Linked DNA regions of Lactuca sativa: region 1 is linked to region 2. Evidence: chromatin contacts called from public Hi-C data. All regions are on one chromosome and are shown on one strand. The core of a region is the stretch at or near the end of the contact, and the rest is flanking DNA. Distances in the headings are between cores, read along the strand shown.

What was found. A called contact is a pair of places that touch in the nucleus more often than the background predicts.
Region 1: a Hi-C map of leaf shows a contact between it and region 2, with 9 times the contacts expected there. The contact joins the promoter of LOC111905636 here to the promoter of LOC111905634 in region 2. A contact is called at or near these places in 3 of 4 Hi-C or Micro-C datasets (leaf and seed).

Annotation. Positions count from the first base shown.
Region 1 is chr8:230,127,438-230,131,938 of Lsat_Salinas_v11, reverse strand. It overlaps LOC111905636, which reads left to right and starts at 2,618. Exons shown (of 8, transcript XM_023901327.3): 1 at 2,618-2,992; 2 at 3,182-3,322; 3 at 3,439-3,531; 4 at 3,630-3,756; 5 at 3,847-3,956; 6 at 4,416-4,496. The coding sequence starts at 2,639.
Region 2 is chr8:229,896,067-229,900,401 of Lsat_Salinas_v11, reverse strand. LOC111905634 (E3 ubiquitin-protein ligase RMA1H1) reads left to right here and starts at 2,937. Exons shown (of 2, transcript XM_023901324.2): 1 at 2,937-3,095; 2 at 4,296-4,335. The coding sequence starts at 4,322.

The sequences.
Region 1 (4,501 bases), core at 1,369-3,868, 230 kb before region 2:
AATGAAAATCCATGAAACCAGTCAGTCTCCGAGCTTCTTGACCGACTTCGATACCTTAATCCCACACCAAAAGGGGCATCACCGCAATGAAAACTAACCGATCTCATATTGAACTAAACCACACTCTCTTTCTTTGGATATCCGATTTTGAACACCCCTAATCTTATATATGTGTGCACTCTACATCCGCACATGCTAAACGTATAATATAAAATATAAATCATAAATACCTTAACTCACATATCAGTTTCAATTACACAAAATGTCTGATGGCATTAACATCACCAAGATGCTCCATTTCAAAAGCCCACCCAAGTACAACATCTTTTTTAAATTCAATAACTCAAAAAAGCATGTTTATCTAATAAAGCGGATTTTCAAAAATCGGTTCTAGTAGGTTACATAATGGTTAGATAAGATGTTTTTTTTCTTTTTCAAAACCGATTTAAAACCAACCCGATTTTGATAACAAGCAAAAGTGGTTAATGTCATAAAAACCATTAAGTTTTCAGGTTTTTTTTGTTGGTTTTACCCAAAATTAAATTTTATGTTCATTTATGCCATAAATACCGGAAAAATTGTTCAATTTTGCTCCTTTACCTTCTATTGCCGGTCAATCCATAGTTGATTGGAGGGAAGATGCTGAGTAGGAGCTGACGTATGTTGTGCCTTCAATTGAAAAATGAAATTTTTGAACAAAATAGATACAATGAGGATTTGAACCTTGGCCTCCTACACTTTTGGCAACAACTTCCATAGCAAGCTAGAAGTATTTTTGTGTTTTATTTCATAACTTAATATACATTATGTGTTATATGCCGGAACAATTATTATTATTATTATTATTATTATTATTATTGTTGTTGTTGTTGTTGTTATTGTTGTTATTATTACTATTATTATTTGTATTATTATTATTATTATTATTATTATTATTATATTTTTTTCGAGCGCGTTATATATTGAAAATCGTAATATTTTATTTTTAAAAACATATATACCGCATAAAAATGTATTTTAACATATTTATTAGGTATATATGTATTTTTTTTATAAAAACACATTGATGTATCTTTATATGTATGAAAAGCGTTTTTATGCATCTAAATATGTATAAAAATGTTATTTATAAGCAAAAAAAACGATATATATATATATATATATATATATATATATATATATATATATATATATATATATATATATATATATATATATATATATATATATATATATATATATATATATAAACATTTTTTATACATATATAAATGCATAGATATATCTTTGAATGTATTTATAATGTAGTTTCATATTTTTAAGTATACAATATGTTTTATATGAAATATATATATATATATATATATATATATATATATATATATATATATATATATACTAAATACGTTTAAATACACTATTTATATGTCTTTATACATATAAATAAGCAAAAATCACCTTTATACATAACGTATACATATAATTACGTATAAAAACTTACTGATGCGTTTTTTTTTTATTTATAAAAAATATATTTATACGTTTATATATGTATTAAAATGTTATTTGTATGTATTTAAACATATAAAAATGTATTTATACATATGTACCATATAAATATTTATATGTTTATACATATAAGCATATAACTATTTGTTTTTTATATATTTTTATACATATAATTTTACTAAAAAGGTCTTTATACATAATTTATACATATGAACTTTTTAAAAATGTCTTTATACATAATGTATCCATATGAATACATATAAAACGTCTTGATATATTTTTATATGTACAAAAAATATTTTTATATGTTTAAATACATATAAAACGTCTTGATGCATGTTTATATGTATAAAAAAGTTTTACACGTTTAAATATGTATTTTGAAAGTATACATACACTTTCAAATATAAAATGCATTGTTAAATGTCTACATACTTTTTAAATATATAAATTCGTTTTCTAAATATATAAATACCTTTAAAATTATATTTATACGTTTAAAAATATATTTACACATTTAAGAACATATTTAATAATATATGTATAAGTTCATAACAATAACAATAATAATAATAATAATAATAATAATAATAATAATAATACCTATTATTTAAAAGTTCCAGAAAGATACACGTTAAATAGATTAAGTTCGAAGTGAATACATAAAAGTCCTATTTTGGCGGTTAAAGCTCCCAATGGGAGACCCAAGTTCGAATACCCCCATGCCCCCATTCTATTCCCCCTTTTCTCTTGAAGACACGAGTCATTGATACTAACTTGGCAACCCATTCAACATCTTCGTCCAATGAGGTAAGAATGACTGACTTTTAAAGGAAAAAACCAGCTAGAAGCTAAAAACTAACAAATTAGCACATAAAATCAAACTTTAAGCAAAAACCAACAAAATTTTAAAAACGTTTTAATAACATTAGATCCAAATAAAAATTTAACCCATTTCCAAGCCGGATTAAAAACCCTCTTTGCTTACCCATGATGAGGCAATGATGATGTCATGGGTTGAGAACTTGAGATTGTAAACAATATGGGTGTCCTAGCTGGGCCTTGGGTCTTTTGATAGTCTAGTAATCAAATCTTTAAACCCAATAATAATAACTAGTAAAGCAAAACCATGTTCACCTCTGCTGCTACAAGCTTTAGGGTCTTCAACATACTCAAATGCTCAAAATACACCTTTCTACGCACCACCACCTACATGGCTGCGCCACCCTCAACCACCGTCTATTCCGGTGCCCTCTCTATTGATTCTTCCGCCGATGCGTCTCCTTCATCTGGAGACCATGGAAGATACATCAATGAAGCAAGACCCACGTCACCCATCACTATTAGCCTACAAGAATGGCAGGCTTGGGGTACTGATTCCCCATTACCCACACAAGTGGCGGAAATCGTCGAGGAAATGATTGTTTCAGAAACAGAAAGCGATGCCCAGATGAAATTTGGTGGACTTGGTGGTAAGCTCAAGGTATCAGGAATTCAAACCCTATTTCCATTTTATCGATTACAAATCATCAATTTAATCAAGTTTTCGTTCAATTCTGAACGACGGGTGTTTTATATTTCGACGCCTTATCTTATATCCATCACAATGTAATACCCAAAATCATTCTAGAGCAAATTGATTTGTGTAAGTTGTAACTATGCTAATGTTCAGGGGGACTTCAAGACACAAGAAGATAAAAAACACAGAGCAAAATACAGGGCTTTAGATGATTCTGAACAAAAGCTCCATTTCTTTTCAGCTCGACAAATAGCATGTCGTTTACTCGGAAGCAGAGGTTACCTTTGCCAAAAGGTTTATCATACGATTCACTTCCATAGCTATAGTCTCTCCTAATCGTCTTATATCATCTTTGATTTTCTTAGAAAAACAAGTCTGTATCTTTTGTGGTTTTAATCGAATTATTACAGTGTTGGCTTCCTCTTGAAGATTGCATGTGTTTGAGTGTTGTGCCTTGTTCTCTTTGGCATAGGATGCGGTTTTGGTTATATATGCATCCAAAGGTATATACATAATACACTAATCACTATTCACCGATTTTTTTTATAGCAAATTGATTGTTTCTTTTTAGTAATTTGAGATGATCTTGTTACTTTTGTAGGATTTCTTGAGGCAAAACAACACAGGGAAGTTATTATGGCAAGTATTTGGCATTAATTCAGCCACATTATGCATATATGGGATAGCTGAACATGAAGAAATAATGTGGAAAGCATTCATGCATTCAGGTTTCTTCTTATTGATCTTCCACTTCAATAAGAATAAAAACTATTTATATTTCAATGTTTTACTTATAATTTAGAAACAAAAAATTTCAGGGAGAAATAATGTTTGGTGTCTTTATCCAAATAAGAATGCACCTACAAAGTCTGTTGAAGATAGCTTTAATGGAAATATGTCAACAAGTTTTCTTCATGAACAACATTCGGTACTTTCACTTTAATCCTTTTGATATTTTATTTTTATTTTATTTAATGGACTTAATGGGAATATGAGTTAATTGGGTAAGCTATATGTTTGTGTTTCCTTTTAAGAATGACTTAAAAGTTAAAAGAGAGAAGTAAGAGAAATGAGAATTCTCAATTAAGGGTGTGTCATATTTAATTGATCATTTATAGGGAAAGAAGGGCTAAATAGTAAATAATGCATGAAATGACAATGTTCTTTCATTTATTTTTGTATAATGTCATTGTCATCAATACTTTTGTTTCTTTTTATTACAAGTTTACAAATTGTACTTTCAAAATTTATTTTTCTTATTATACTTTGAAAAGTTTACTTTATTATAGCAATGGATTTTTTTCTTTCTATAATTAGATAGAATGCTATAACATTGCTATTTCTTGCATTTAACCATAAAGTGATAAAATGCTCGATTTTTATACAGACAAATTCGAGTGAAATAATGAACTTTATCTTGATTGATGGTACGTGGAGCAATTCCGCTGCAATGTTTAGGCGTTTGAAGGTAAT
Region 2 (4,335 bases), core at 1,688-4,187:
TGATAATCGTTAAAAGTTTCCAAATACGTAGCTTAAAATAACTTACAATAACAATAGTTAAAAACAACTCTATATAAATGATTATATTATTAGCTTTAAAATTAAAAAAAAAACAATATTTGATGTTTTAAATAGTTATAATGATAGAAATTAAAATATTAAGCAAATAAATTTTAAAAAATTAATTAACAATAAAAACAATTATAAATAACATCAAATCATATATTATATTTAATTTTATTCATATGTAACTTACGGGTAGAAGTCATTCAAACGATTGTGATTATGAAGTTATAATAAATGTATATATTGTCATATAGTTCAAAATAATCAATATATTATATCAATTTAGTATATACAAATTATTATATCAAATTTAACAACAACATTATTTTTATATTTAAAAAATCATATATTTGTAAAGACTTCAACTACATAGGTGTTTCTATGCAACGTGCGGACATTCGCCTAGTGTATATATATATATATATATATATATATATATATATATATATATATATATATATATATATATATATATATATATATATATATATATATATATATATATATATATATATATATATATATATGCGCGTAGCACGCCTACCGTAATTCAATATTTTTCCAACATCTTGCGATTAAACTCCGTTTTCAGTCTTTTTGCTTTCTTTTGTCTAGCAACGTATTATGTCTATAAAATAATAATTATAAGCATATTTAAGGATATTAAGTGTTAATAATATCATAACGTAGGATAAAATAATAAGATAACAACAAAATTATATGATTAAAATAGATGTTATTAACACGCCACAAACTCACGTTTTCCCCAAAACCCAAAATCTCATTTACTTGCAGTATAACTAAACAATAAAAAAACATAATCTAACATTAATAGTTTCTCTAAATTGTAAATTTGAGATATCATAACTAATGGTGGATCTTGGATTTCGGTATGTTGGGAGCACAAAAATATCAAATAGTTTTTTCAAAGTTGGGTCAAAATTATTTTAAACAAGGTTTCAATACAATTGGTCTTTTCTTTTCTTTGAACCAAATAATTGATAACGGAAATAAGTAGTTTTTGAAGCTTGCACAAAAAAAAAAAAAAACATAATCTAACATTAATAAGCATTATACCTAAACTTTTAGTGTTTGACAAAGTGCTCCGATTTGAACAGATAATTTCGTTTGACATTACAAACTTCTAGCATTTAGTTTGAACAAAACACTCCAAATCCAAATATTACTTCACGTAGCATTAAAAATATACTACAAGCTACCCGCTACCTGTTATAATCTACCCGTTACCGGCTACTTTTGCCAAATACACCCAAAATAGACACTAAGTTGGTGATCAAGGAATGTAATTCCATATGAGATCTTTTTTTTTCAACTATTTCTCTTCAAGAAAGGGATAATGACTTAAAAGGATAATATATTTTTCGATTTGTATATATCTGATCACTGAGTTTTTTTCGTCCATATTTGCCAATTCAACTTGTTTAATTGTACTCATTCAGTTCTTATGACTAGCTACTCCCGGTAATCGGAAAAAATCACTTAATAGGGTAATATAATTTTCACTTTGTACACATTTAGTCCTTAATATTTTTTTTGCACATTTAGTCCTTAATAATTTTTTATTTGTTACAAAATAAATCATTGTTGTTTTTGTAGACATTTAGTACTTATAACTGAGTTCTTTAGGTTTTTCTCATGATATTCTATGTGGGACAATTATTATTGAGGTATTTGCAACTGTTGATGCTTATGTCCAATGCGACCTCAACTGTTTGGTTGCTTAGGTCTTGTATTTTGAATGTCCGTATTTAAGTCTACTACAACTTTCATTTAGATTACTCCCGTTAAAAAATAATATATTTTTACTTACGATATATATATATATATATATATATATATATATATATATATATATATATATATATATATATATATATATATATATATATATATATATATGAACCGTTTTTTTTATAAAATCGTAAGTAAAATATATTACTTTTTAATAGGAGTAATCTAAACGAAAATCTTAGTAGACTAAGATATGAACTTATGGATATAATGATCATTAAAATTTGAGATCGTATGAAGAAGTTACGATGTTAAGAACACAAGACATAAACAACAAACAATTAAGGTTGTAATGACCATAAACATGAACATACACATCCTTAATGATTGTCTGATGTAGGATGTATTGATAAAAACCTTAAAGAACCGTTCATAAATAGTGAATGGGTACAAAACAACAAATATTTATTTTGTAAAAAATATGAAGGACTAAATGTACCAAAAACTTACGAACTAAATGTATATAAAGTGAAAAATATATTATGATATTAAGTCATATTTTTCGGCTTACCTGTATTAGTTAGTCATAATGATCGAATGTGGAGAGTTAGACAATTTGAAAGGGCGAATATAAATAAAAAAAAAACTCAGTGACCAAATATATAAAATTCCAAAAATATATTACCCCCTACAGAAAATAATAATAGTTTTTATTTTACCTTTTATAAGTTACAAAAGCTCGGCTTCAATCTATCAAACTAACCTTCCAAATCACTTTAATCGATCTATTTAAAACAAATTTGATTAATACATCATACAGAAAACCCCAACTAGAAATTATATTAAACATTATGACACCTCAATATAATGACTCACCTGATCTCTGTTCAAACTAGATTTTTAAAATTCATTTCTTTTTAAATAATGATCAAATGTCAGTGATTTATTACCAAAAGGCTCTTATTAAATGCTCAAAGACGTAGCAAGCAAAAACAGTCCACGTCGTCAAGGATAAGATCGGCAGTTTTACGTAGATGCACAGTACACCGACGCCACGTCATTCTTATGCTGCATATATTAATTTTCTATTTTCTACTTTTTATTTTATTTTATTTTACCACCACTTTGTGTGTCTATATATAATTCAACTTCATCTCATCATCTACTCTCCTCATCAACTCGAAGCTCACAATTTCCATCAAGAAACAGTTCTCTCATCGGATCCCGTTTCACCGATTTACAATCTCAAAGATAATTTCAAATTCAGCGTTTAATTGGTGAGTGTAATTTCCTTTTCTATTAGTTCTTTATACTCTATTCGATTTCGAAGCTGTTTAGATCTGTAATTTGACGAGATATTGAAACAGAGATTGAAATTCTGTATCTCTGATTCATCGCTGTTTTTGAAACAGTGACTCAATGTGTTGATTTAAGTTACTTTTTACAGATTTGCAAACTGTTTGGTATTTCATGAAGAATTTATGATTGAATTTGCTCGGGTTTTAGGGTTTTTTTGTTCCTTCTGCAATTTGCAATGAAATAGTTTGTATGATATCTATTTATATATATATTTTTTATTATTTGAAAGTATTATAACTCATATCAAGGATTGTTAATTCCTATGGTAAAAGGTGTATTCTGGCGTATGATACAAATTTAAGAAAAATATGACATCTTGTCTAGTTAACGTCGTTAATTTGTTATGATATTATATAAATCCTAATTTAGTATCTCATGAATTTTAAAATCAAACTATTTAATGGCATGTGGTGAATTGTCCTTATCTCATCAAACTCTTTAATGGCGTTTTCACTACAAACAAGAAGGTTCGTCTGATAATCTATTATGAAATAATTGATTCGTTTTTTTTTTTTTTAATATTTGTAAGCCGTGTTTTTTTAAAGATGAACTACAATGGAAAATTGCGTCATATATGTGATGATATACATTCTTATATTTCATTTTTGTTATTGTTTTTGAGATTTGATATGTTATGCAATAGTTTAAAAGTCACAGGAAATTAAAAGATATAGGGTTGAAATCGAACGAGAAATAAAAATGAATAGAATTAGAATATAACACTATTTTTATTTACGTGCTTTTTATAAATAAAAAAAAATAATTTTAATAGCATATCGATTTTATCTTTTAAAAAGAACTAAAGTATGTATTTCTATTATAATATTATTTGATTTTTGATGAGTTGTTATATTTTTTAATATTATAGATAAAATAATTTATTACTAAAAATAATAGGATCATGTGAAACCTGTACAATGTATTTAGTGTACATTGTATTTAGTTGATAACATAATAATCAATATTATTCGCATGAAAAATTATTCATTTTTAACAAAAACATTATCATGAAGTATTCTAATTTATTCTATTACTTATTTTTTATATCATGTCCATTAGGCGTGTTTATTCTATTATATTCAACCAAATGTAATGCTAGTTTATGTTTGTTTTTTCAGACATCAACATCAATCCATCAAATCAAATGGCAATGGAGCA